Regions from separate parts of the Sus scrofa genome. Here region 1 is linked to region 2. The links are chromatin contacts, called in public promoter capture Hi-C maps. All regions are on one chromosome and are shown on one strand. Each heading gives the region's core, a stretch centred on a gene start, on an enhancer-like site or on the middle of the called end of the contact. The rest is flanking DNA. Distances are from core to core; before and after follow the strand shown. Region 1 overlaps LOC102161380 (a long non-coding RNA gene). Region 2 overlaps ABCD3 (ATP binding cassette subfamily D member 3).

Region 1 (5,703 bases), core at 3,180-5,679, 190 kb after region 2:
TTTCTTTTTTTCTTCTTCTTTTTTTTTCTAAGACCACACCCGAGGCATATGATAGTTCCCAGGCTAGCAGTCAAATCAGAGCTACGGCTGCCAGCTTACACCACAGCCACACCAATGCCAGATCAGAACCGCATCTGTGACCTACACCACAGCCCCAGCAACAAGGGATCCAAGCCGCATCTTCGACCTACACCACAGCCCACAACAACACCGGACCCCTGACTCACTGAGCGAAGGCAGGGATTGAACACTAGTCCTCATGGGTACTAGTCGGATTCGTTTCCACTGCACCATGATGGGAACTCCTGTACTCAACTTCTTTTGTTCTGTGCCTCAGTTTTTGATTTGTAAAATGGGGATGCTAATGGCACCTCATAGGATTGTTGTGAGGACTAAATGTCTAATTAAGTGTAAAGAATATTAAGAAAGTGTCTAGCACAGAGTAAACCAGGGAGCCTACTTATTATCACTATCATCATCATCTCTTTCTTCACAACTGTATCCATAATTTGGTTGTTTAGGCCAATAATCCTGCACCAGCTGTTAATTGTCTAGGGAGTTTCCTTACACATATTAGAACATTAGGTAGGGTCATGGTACATAGTGATTCAAATACAGAGGTTTGTGTCATCAAGTGTCTTACAGAGAGCTTAAAATAACACAAACAAATTGGGGCTTAAAATTTAATCCCTTAATCTAGACAGAAAATGAGCATGATATCATATCTATGGACTCACTTGAGTTTTTCTTTATTTTTTTTCCAGCCAGTCTTACTCAGGTCCCTCTCCTCTTGAAAACACAGAATTCTTGGATGTTTGCAATGTCTTTCACATTCATTTCCAGCATGTGGTCTGAATTGATTCCTTGTTTCTCAATTACAACCATCATGGAATCAAGATTAATAACCTGCTTGGTGAGTTTTGTCCACCTCGGAATCTGGAGCCTTTGTACTCATTGTGGCCCGTCGGGCTCGCCATGGTTCTTTTTAAGCGCTCCAGCAGGGAGGGTCAAAGGCAGCCTCAGTGGCTGGGAACCTGGCTGCCTTTGGGCCACCCTGCCCACTTCCATGATCCCTCTCCCTCTCCCAGGCATTTAGCCATGGTTGGAGAGAGTCAGAGAGCAGACTGAAAGTTCATTGATATAACCCCTGTGCTTAGAACGATGCCTGGCACAATGGAGATACTCAATAAATATTTGCGGAAGGAATAAAAATAGGGTAGGTCTGGTGGATAAGGTTGTGTTCTCCTGAACAGGCCGTCTTTGAAGCGTGACTGACCAGGAGAGCACCTGTCCACTGCACTCCCCTTCAGGGCTGGGCGCCCACCTCCAGCACTCACACGGAACATCCACCTTCATTATCAGCCTCTTCATCTCTGGGCACAGGGTATCTGGGACCATCTTTGCTCTAGGCATGTGGTTTTCATGCCCATTGTACTCAGTTTCACTAGTTATTATTCCTGGGCCTCCAGGAATAAAAAGTACATCCTGGATGTTTATTCCATCAACATTCTTCCAGAAAATATTTAGTAGGGGCCCTGTCTGTACTGGACATGGACTTAGGTAACATAACATTGTAGACCTCCACAATCTAATTCATATAAATAAACACCGGTATTTGTATAAAATAAAAGACAGCACGAGAATCATAAGTGCCACAAGAATAGGGTTCTATGTACCTTATAATGTTAAACAGGATGACTGATTTTCAGAGAGAAGAACAGGAAGGCTTTAGCGCAGAGGCTGTATTCTATCATGAAAAGAATGATGCTCATTTCAACAGGCAGAGTAGTTATGTATTATTAATAAATGCTGTAATTATAAAATAGCAATACTATACCATCTGTCATGTATGTTTCATTATCAATCCAGCATCCAATTATGCTTCTTATTTTTGTTTATCTCTAGTTCTTCATCCTCCAAATCTGTGACCATGAGCCACTTTAGGAAACATTTATACCCAAATGTCCCTCGACAGATGATTGGATTAGGAAGATGTGGTATGTATACACAATGGAATACTACTCAGCCATAAAAAAGAATGACATAATGCCATTTGCAGCGACATGGATAGAACTAGAGACTCTCATACTGAATGAAGTAAGTCAGAAAGACAAAGACAAATACCATATGATATCACTTATAACTGGAATCTAATATACAGCACAAATGAACATTTCCACAGAAAAGAAAATCATGGACTTGGAGAATAGACTTGTGGCTGCCCGGGAGTGGGAGGGATCGGGAGCTTGGGGTTAACGGATGTTGCTCTTGGAATGGATTTACAATGAGATCCTGCTGTGTAGCATTGAGAACCATGTCTAGATACTTACATCCCAACAGAACAGTGGGAGGGAAAAGTATGTATACATGTATGTGTAACTTGATCCCCATGCTGTACAGGGGGAGGAAAAAAAAGAAATATTTATAGATAAAAATCAAGTTGACTTAGAAGGGCAAGTGCTGGGACCCTACTACAGGATTTGGATTCCTTCTTTTCTTTACCAAATACTTGAGCCACCTGTCCCAGATAACAGATTTTTGATGTTTATTCTTTCTCAATTAATACTTGTATTTATTTCATTACAAAAATGAGTCATTTTTTGTGAGAATGTTTTCAAATATATTTCCAACTAATGAAGGGTAGTGGAGAATATGGCAGGTATTTAATATATTTTTTTAAGAGATTTAAGAGGAGGAGGAAACTGAAGAACTTTTCCAGATTCCCTTTCCATAATTTTACTTACTTATTCAGCTAATATTCACAGAGTGCCTGGTATGTCTCAGCAAAGGTGACAGGAAGAGTAATCTTGGTAGCATTAATTGTTACTACTATATACTACTCAATGAAACACCAATTTTTCATCATGATGTGTGATCCAAATCTAGATCAATGTTTAAATTTTGGTTGTTCACTTTTCCTACAGTGCTGATGAGTCCTATTAGTAAAGGAGCATTTAGTGGTAAGAACCAAGTAGCGGCGTCAGGGGGAGCATGCATTCGACTAGTATTTATTGAGCATCCCCCCACGAACCAGTATCTGTCCATAACAGTTGTTTTGAGTACTTTAAATTTTCTGAAAATGACATTCGAAGACAGAAAAAAGAGTGGCAGTTTTCACAGTTACACAGAAAATGTATTTTTATCCCTAAAGGGAGAATTAAGGTGCGGGAAGGGGTAGGACTAAACAAGTTGAAGACCAAATTCCTGATTGGAAGGAATTCAGTGTCCACCTGAGAAACGTCCACTTAAACAACAAGGACCTGCCTCCTACTGGAGGGTGCAAAAGGTGACTTAGCGCCGAGGTTCGCTCCGCCCGTGCTGCCAAACGCCGCGCGGGGCGGAAACACCTCCGGCCGCGCGCCGGCCAGCCTGCGGGCTGGGGCTCAGCTGACAGCCCTCCGCCCGAGCGCGGGAGCCCGCAGCCGCCCCCACCTGCGGCCGCCGCCGAGCCCCGCCCCCTGCGCGCGCGGGCCAATGGGCTGGGCCGCGGGGGGCGGGCCGCGGCCCGGCGGGAGGCGCGAGGCCGGGGGCGGGGCGGCGGGGGCCGGCGCGGTCGTGGCGGTGGCGGCAGGGGCGGCGGCGGCGGCTGCGGCTCGGCCGGGCGTCCGCGGGCCGTGGGGGATGGGGGCGACGAGCTCCAGCCGGCGGCGGCGGTGGCGGCGGCCGTGAGTGTCGGGCGGGCGTCGGCGCCCGGGACGCGGGATGGAGCGCCGCGGTGAGTGTGGGGCGGCGGCGCTCGGTCCGGCCGTGGCGGCCGGGGCCGGGGGCTGGGGTCACCCGCAGCGGCCACCGGCGAGTTGCCGTCGAGTGTCCGGGCGGCCAGACGGCGGCCCGGAGCGGAGGCGACTGCGGGCTGCACGGGTGACCGGCGGCGGCGGTCCGGGTTGATGTTGCCGGGACGCCTGCTCCAACGCGGCAAGGCGCCCGCGGGACGCCGCAAGAACCGAGGAGCCGGGAGTGCAGGAGCGGGCGTTGCAGGGACCCGCGGACCCCTTTGGGCGCCCCTACGCCCGGGAGAGGCTCGCGGGGCGGACCTTCCTCCCTTTCCAGATCCCCCGAGCGTCCCGCAGCCCCTCTGTGTCTTTTCTAACCACACGCCCTCACCCGCCTGCAAGGGGACTTCAGGGGCTTCTTTCCTCCCCCCGCCCCCTCGGCGGGGTTTCTTTCACCGGGTATTTCTGTTCACCTTCCTTACTTGGGATCTCTTTGGAAGTTTGGTGCCTTTTTCCGAAGTTTCAGTCTGACAAATCCAAGGGCCGAGGTGAAATAACAGGCATCTCGCTTTCCCTATCGAGCTTATCACAGTTCGCCTCGCCTAGGCCCGGCTATTAATTAATTAATTTTTGGAGAGTACACACACACACTCCCGCCAGGTCCCAGGGCAAGCCCTGTGCTTTGCAGAATAGAAATTGGCAGGCGGGGGGTTGCAGCTACTACGCAGGTAGCATATCCCTGTTTGTTTCCCAGGCTGTCCCAGGTCCCCACGATCCAACCTCGGCTGGAGAGGTCCGGCCTTCCTTTGGCCAGAACAAGTAGCCAGGGGCTTTCCTTGTCTTTGAGGCCCGCTGACATGTCTGGGGTCTGTCTCACTGCTTTTTCGTCACCTCCCCTCTTTAGAGACGAGGGTCAGGTTTGTTTACCATCCCGCCCCCCCAACCCCCCCGGTTGGTTTGGTTGGTTCTGTTTTTGTTTTGTCTTTTTGGATCTTTGACATCCTCTATCCTTAGGAGGTGAAAGTTCCAAGACCGAGGTGGAGGCTACCAAAGAACTTTTTGTTCCACATTTACCTTTTTCTTTCCTCTTCTTTTTTTGGGAATTAGCTTCGCCCCCTCCTCCTCCAGTTTGAGGGACAGTTTCCTGTTCAAAAAAAAAAAAAAGAATTCATAATTAAATATGGAAGTGAATATTTTAGACCGAGTAAAGAAATCACAACAAATTGTGAGTTTTGGAGATTTAAATCCCTTTGCTCAGAGATTTCTTTAGGCAGTTTGCCAGGAATGCATACTTCGAAACGCTTCCTGATTGTAGGAACTGAGTGAGGGAACCCGCACGCTTAAGCTTCAGTAGCTTTACGGTACAACTAGCTTTTTTTTCCTCTTAATTCTGAGAAAAGCTTTAAGAGTGAATTTGAAGGGAGGTAAGATAGGCCTGGGTAGAAAATGTTTCAGTCCTCATATTTGGCAGGAAATAAAACTCTGGCTGCAATGAAGAAAGCACTGTTCAGCAAATCTATAGTAGCTGGTTATTCCTGCTCTGCCCACCTCCCTAAAATAGAACATCCACCTAAATTATCAGGCCTTCACTTCCCAGCTGTAAAAGCCCTTGACCTAGGAATGTGGATTTCTATGACCACTGCTGTTGGTTCCAGTGGTTAGTATTATGTTAAACAAAGCTCATGTCCAGAAGGTACCCTGGAGAGATTTTCTTTCCTGTACCATTGGTGGTTCATTCAGCATTTGCTCAGAAAATTTAGTGTGATCCCACTCTATGTTGGACGAGGTTTTGTGGAACCTTTCAGTCTACTGGGTAGAAGTTGACCATTCTGAATAAGTAGTGCCTGAGGCGTAATATCTTGAGTTACCTAAGACATGTTGAATGTCCTAGGGAGGGTAAAGGAATCATTTATTTTAAATGGAGGGAATGTAAAAAAGGCTTCTTGGATGAAGTAATGTTTTGTGTGAAATTGAAGTTAATTAAGAGAAT
Region 2 (5,691 bases), core at 1,678-4,177:
ATGTCTTACCAAAGACCTTCTCAAAGCTCTAATGTATAAGATGCAGGGGAAAACTCGCTGAGAGGGCTTGGTAACACTGTAACCTTCCCTCCACCACAGCTAAGATTCCAAAGAAACACTTTGGGAAATGTTACTCTAGACTGATAGAAAAATCAATAGTCCAATTTTGACACAGCTGCTAAAAAGTAAAAAAGTAAAAAGTGAAGCTGAACTAGAAAAAAGGTAAACCACCACAAAAAAAAGGTAAAACCCCACAAAGATGTTGTTTACAGCAATAAGAATATTAGAGACGAGAAGCAATTAAGACAATACAAAAAGTTTAGAGGTTCCAATTAAAATTGTTTGAATCAAACGTTACATAGAACTAAAGTGCTTTAGTGCTGCCCAAGCTGTGAAACACACAAGGTTATCACACTCTGGTAAAACACATGCTATCATTCAGCAAGGATTTACCATTGGAGTAGCAGCTATAAATTTAAAAAATGGTTTCCTGAACAAAACTTTATTTCTGCTTATTATTCCACTGCAAAAGAAAAATGATAATCAATAGAGTAATTTTACAGTAGTACCAACATATTACTTCCAAAACATATAGGAATTTTAAGCTAGTTTAGTAATTTTAAAATGCTATTTGTAGCCAGGTTGGCAAAAATATATACTTATGACTACATATGGCATATGGGGGAACAAAATCTGCCACTTCAAAATGTGCCTTTAGGCATAAAGATTATTTTAGGCTTTTTTTTTTTTTTTTTTTTTGGTCTTTTTTAGGATTGTACCTGTGGCATAAGCAAGTTCCCAGGCTAGGGGTCGAACTGGAGCTACAGCTACCAGCCCATACCACAGCCACAGCAATGCCAGAGCCGAGCCATGTCTGCGACCTACACCACAGCCCACAGCAATGCTGGATCCTTAAACCACTGAGCAAGGCCAGGGATTGAACCAGGGTTCTCATGCATACTAGTCGGATTCATTATTGCTGCGCCACAACAGAAACTTCAGGCTGATTATTTACAAGAAACAGAAGATTCAGGAAGTCTTTTTGGTTTTTTTGAGGGGGGCCATGCCCATAGCATGCAGAAGTTCCTGGGCCAGGAGTCAAATCCATGCCACAGCAGTGACTCAAGCCACAGGAGTGATGATGCTGGATCCTTAACCACTGAGCCACGAGGGAACTCCCAGGGAGTCTTTCTGCCTCCCCTGCAGTTGCCTAAAGAATAAGAAAAGGGCCTGCTTTTGGAATAGAGTTATGACCAAAGATATCTGAAAAGAAACCGGCTAAGTGTGGTGAGGTAACCAGGCAGGACCCAGAGATCAGAGTCCACTCTGTGTCCTGTGGTCTCCACGGGCCCAGCCAATATTTGTTTCCCAAACATCTGCTTTTCCATCTCCATGTGAATCACCTCCCTCCCCCGTGAAGTCCTAAACCTCTACCCAACATGCTCTTTGTCTTTAGCTGAGGATGGTGTTTAAAGTGAAGGCTTTGGCCATTTTGGTGACTTACTAAGCTCTCCTGGTCTCTCCCATGTATACATGTTATTAAAATTTTGTTTGATTTTCTCATGTTAATCTGTCTCATGTCAACTGAATTCTTAGACCAGCCGGAAGAACCTAGAAGGGGAGAGGAAAACGTCCCCCTAACAGCAGCAGCAAGAATGAATGACTGCTCTCCACCTCACAGACTTGCCAGCCTCCACCTTGAACAGTCCGCCCCCTCCAAAGCCCTAAGTCAGTACCAACAAGTAAGCCTGATGGACGTGAAGGATACTAAAATGAAGCATATTAAGAGACTCCCTTTTAGCAGAAGTATATGAATCTAAACATACTTTGGAAGAGGCAAAATGGAAAAGACAGAGAAATAAATCTACAATGTACCTTAGCAGCATGTTAGAAAAATGTGTTAATTTCTCAAATAAAACTGTTCTGTATTATGAATTCACAGTTTTTTAAAACTTTTAATTTGACCAGATATCAAAGATCTCATTCAGAGCAGAAGCTTTTAATGTTTTAAAATATTTATTTAGGAGAAAGTTAACAGTTAACTTTAAAATGCCTGTTTTCATAATCAGTGCACTTGGGTTAAGAGTGTTAGGAAGTTCCTTGTATTACTCTTAACAACTTTTCTGCAAGTTTAAATTATATCAAAATAGTGTGTTTTTTAAAAACGCTTCAGTTTTTTGTTTTTTATTTTTTTTCTACATTTTAACAATTTTTTTCATAACTAAATTTAAAAACCAAGTACCCAACAAGTTGATTACTCTAATAGAATTCTAAGTTGGCTCATGCTGATAGGGCTGGAGTAGGAGAGTTACACAGCAGGTGTACAGGTCCCGGGAGGGACCACAGACAGAGAGGGAGACCTAGGGAACTTTGGGAGACCACTGTAAGTTAATAATCGCTCAAGAAAGCCATCAGAATGTCATGGAACGAGGGAGGTCTTGCTTAACGGTAAAAGCACGAGATATGCCTCAGGCCACTAGGTGAAAGGTAAATGTGGCCTGCATTCAAGTTTGGCAAGATAACGATCTTTAGGACCGAGGACAGGAAGTTAAGGGATGGAGGACACACACGCCAAAGGAGGAAACCCGAGATGATCCAACATACTTCAGCACCTGTGACCACCTTCTGCTGATCTGAATAAGCACCGGGCCTAGTCGGAGCCCACAGGGAGGAGGAGCTAATGATGCAAGCCCGCCCTCTACTTGACGGACAAGGAAGAAGGCGGGCTTTTCACCCTCCCCACTCTCCTTAGATTATAAAAATGCAGCCCACCCAACCGCTCAGGGCAGGGCTTCTTTGCCTGCCCACTGCTATCTCTCACAAGCGTCCTCTTAATCTGTTTCTTGCCCATCATTTTGTCTCTCACTGAGACACAAAAACCTGAGCCTCAGTAAGGCCAGACACTGAGTGAGTGATTCTAATTAAATACCTGTGGGCTCAAGGCCCAGTCTGGGTTGAGTCAGAGGTGTTTTGGTTTCAATGCTATGTAGTAACTTTCCTCTTATCTATCATCACTAATCAAATTAATACACCACCTACTCTAAGTAATGCATTTTCTCCAGGGCATTCAGTCTGAGAAAATTAAAATAAGCATTTTATTTAATTAAAATTGGAAATCCCAGTTTAGAAAACTAATCTTTTAGGTTACAAAAATATGAAATCGCAAAATCTGAATAAAAGGTGGAAACTTTAAAAAAAATAATCTTCTATCCTATAGCATGACTGTGCAGGGTTCTTTGTATGTATTATGTGACTAATTCTATACAGTTATCTAATATAATGTTACATAATGTTACATAATAGATGTAACCTGTTATTTTTGTCACAGATAATTAATAATGCTATAGGTATGGAGCCCATATATCTATTAATAGATATGACATTTAAATAATAAGTCATCAAAGGAAAAAACAAACTTCTATAACCATGTCAAAGGACATAAACGGCTTCTCTATGCTAATTATACAAATGATGCAAATGACTTGATGCACAAAGCTCAGAGAACCAGAACTTGGCCATAAAACTGATCCTCCTAAAGCTGATGTGCTAAGAGCAATGAGCAAACACTTTAATTACACTTAGGCTTAACTCAGAATTTGTCAGAGGACACACACACACACAACTGACCACACTCCCCCGACAAACAGACAACACCCTTCAGGGAAACCAGACAATCCACAATCCCACAACCTGTCTCCTGATAAGTTAAATATCAACACATAGCCACAAGCGACTGCTTAAGGGAAGTTCTAACATGAGTGACGAAGATCAGAACAACAAAGGACAGTGAAAGTCACAGACTTGAAAGAGTGATTGCTACAAAAATGCACATTCATGCAAAAAAAAAAAGACAGCTCTTGGAAATAAAATTAAAACAAACAAAAACGTGGATAATAAAGTTAAAAGAACTTTCCTAGAATATAGAATAAAATGTCAGAGACAAAAATGGCAGAGAAATCATAAGATAATCAGACGATCAGTCCAGAGAGTCCAACACTCTGTAAGGATTCCAGAAAAAGCGCAGGGAAAAACAAAGAGAGAGGAAGAACTTTTTGAAAAACACAAAAAAATTTTCTCAGAATGAAGAGTTTCTAGATTGAAAAGAACCAACTTGGTTCCTAGTACAACCACCACAAATGAAAAAAAAAAAAAATTCACACCAACATTCAATGAAATTCCTAAACACCATCAATACATAATAGAGAAATAACAAAAGCTTCCAGAGTGGGTAAAAACAGATGGTGGCTAAGGCAGGGCAATTAGCACAGGAATGTACCTCAGCACCCAAGGCAGAAGCCAGAACAGTGGGGTTTTTCTGGGTTGTTTGATTTTTGCCTTTTCTAGGGCCTCACCCGCAACACCTGGAGGTTCCCAGGGTAGGGGTCTAATCAGAGCTGTAGCTGCTGGCCTAGACTACAGCTCCTGGCAACACCGGATCCTCAATCCCACTGATCGAGGCCAGGGATCGAACCCGCAACCTCGTACTTCCTAGTCAGATTCATTAACCACTGAGCCAGGACGGGAACTCCAGACCAATGGTTTTTAACCTTGGCCGAGCATTAGAATCGCCAAGGGGAGGGGCTTCAACCAGACTCTCTCGGGGGCGGGCCCAAGCATTCTCAAAATTCCCCACATGGTTCCAGTGATCCTCCAGCCAAGGCTGAGAACCCCTGAGCTCTTTAGAAGACAAGGATGATGCTTCCCAAGTTCTAACAGAAAGTGATGTTCAACTCGGAATGTGCATAAATACAGCTAAATTACCAATCAAGTGAGTACAGGACTTTATCAGATGTACAAGTTCTCAAATTTTTACTTCCTTTGTACCCTTTTCTCAGAAAAAGACTGCACCTGCCAAACAGAAAAGTAAACTGAGGAAGAAGAAAACAAAAGATCCAAAAAGCAGGAGTTACGTAACGCAGGAGAGAAAGATGGAAAAAAATCCCAAGATGATGATAAAAGTAAATTCAAACATGACTGCTATTTAGTGGAGCTAAAGTGCAATCAATCCTAATGAGAGCAGGAAGACAAAAAACCAACAAGTGGTATGGGGCGGGGTGGTAATAAAGATAGAAATAAGTTACCTGCATGTTTGACATATTATAATACGGAGATTTCATAGTGTTGTCAATAAGCCTGAGCTGAATTAGTAGGAGGCAGGCAAAAAATTAAAGCACACAAAAACTTGTAATTTATAATGCTGGGAAAAACAAAAAGATGTATATAAAAGAAACTACCGGAGTTCCCGTCATGGCTCAGTAGTTAACGAATCCGACTAGGTACCAAGAGGTTGTGGGTTGGATCCCTGGCCTTGCTCAGTGGGTTAAGGATCTGGCGTTGCCGTGAGCTGTGTTGTAGGTCGCAGCGTGGCTTGGATCCCAAGTTGCTGTGGCTGTGGCATAGGCTATAGCTCCAATTAGACCCCTAGTCTGGGAACCTCCATATGCCGAGGGTAAGGCCCTAGAAAAGGCAGAAAGACCAAAAAAAAAAAAAAAAAAGAAACTACCAAAGAAGAGCGTGTGGCTCAGCTGTAAACAACAGTCAAAATCATATAAACAATAAATCCTGATTTAATAAAAAACTGCTATATAACATTGAAAGAATGAGCACAGGCATGGGTAGGAGTGTAAAAGAGCTAATTTTCATGTTGCAAAAGAAAAATAAATAGTGCGTGCTCTCCTAAGACAAAAACCT

What was found. Promoter capture Hi-C pulls out the DNA fragments that hold promoters and counts their contacts.
Region 1: a promoter capture Hi-C map of liver shows a contact between it and region 2, with 2.1 times the contacts expected there. The contact joins two enhancer-like sites. A contact is called at or near these places in 1 of 5 promoter capture datasets (liver) and 1 of 47 Hi-C or Micro-C datasets (liver).

The regions. Positions count from the first base shown.
Region 1 is chr4:123,070,047-123,075,749 of Sscrofa11.1, forward strand. It overlaps LOC102161380 (a long non-coding RNA gene), which reads right to left. Exons shown (of 4, transcript XR_303244.3): 2 at 4,788-4,857. Among named protein-coding and RNA genes, the nearest start is that of ARHGAP29, 9.2 kb to the right of the region's middle. Within about 2 kb of position 4,430, at least 43 of the 83 cell types and tissues checked have an H3K27ac peak or open chromatin away from gene starts, as enhancers often do. A contact at or near this core is called in liver, where this site is marked.
Region 2 is chr4:122,885,689-122,891,379 of Sscrofa11.1, forward strand. All of the region lies in intron 4 of ABCD3 (ATP binding cassette subfamily D member 3), which reads right to left. Among named protein-coding and RNA genes, the nearest start is that of ABCD3, 41 kb to the right of the region's middle. Within about 2 kb of position 2,928, at least 7 of the 83 cell types and tissues checked have an H3K27ac peak or open chromatin away from gene starts, as enhancers often do. A contact at or near this core is called in liver, where this site is marked.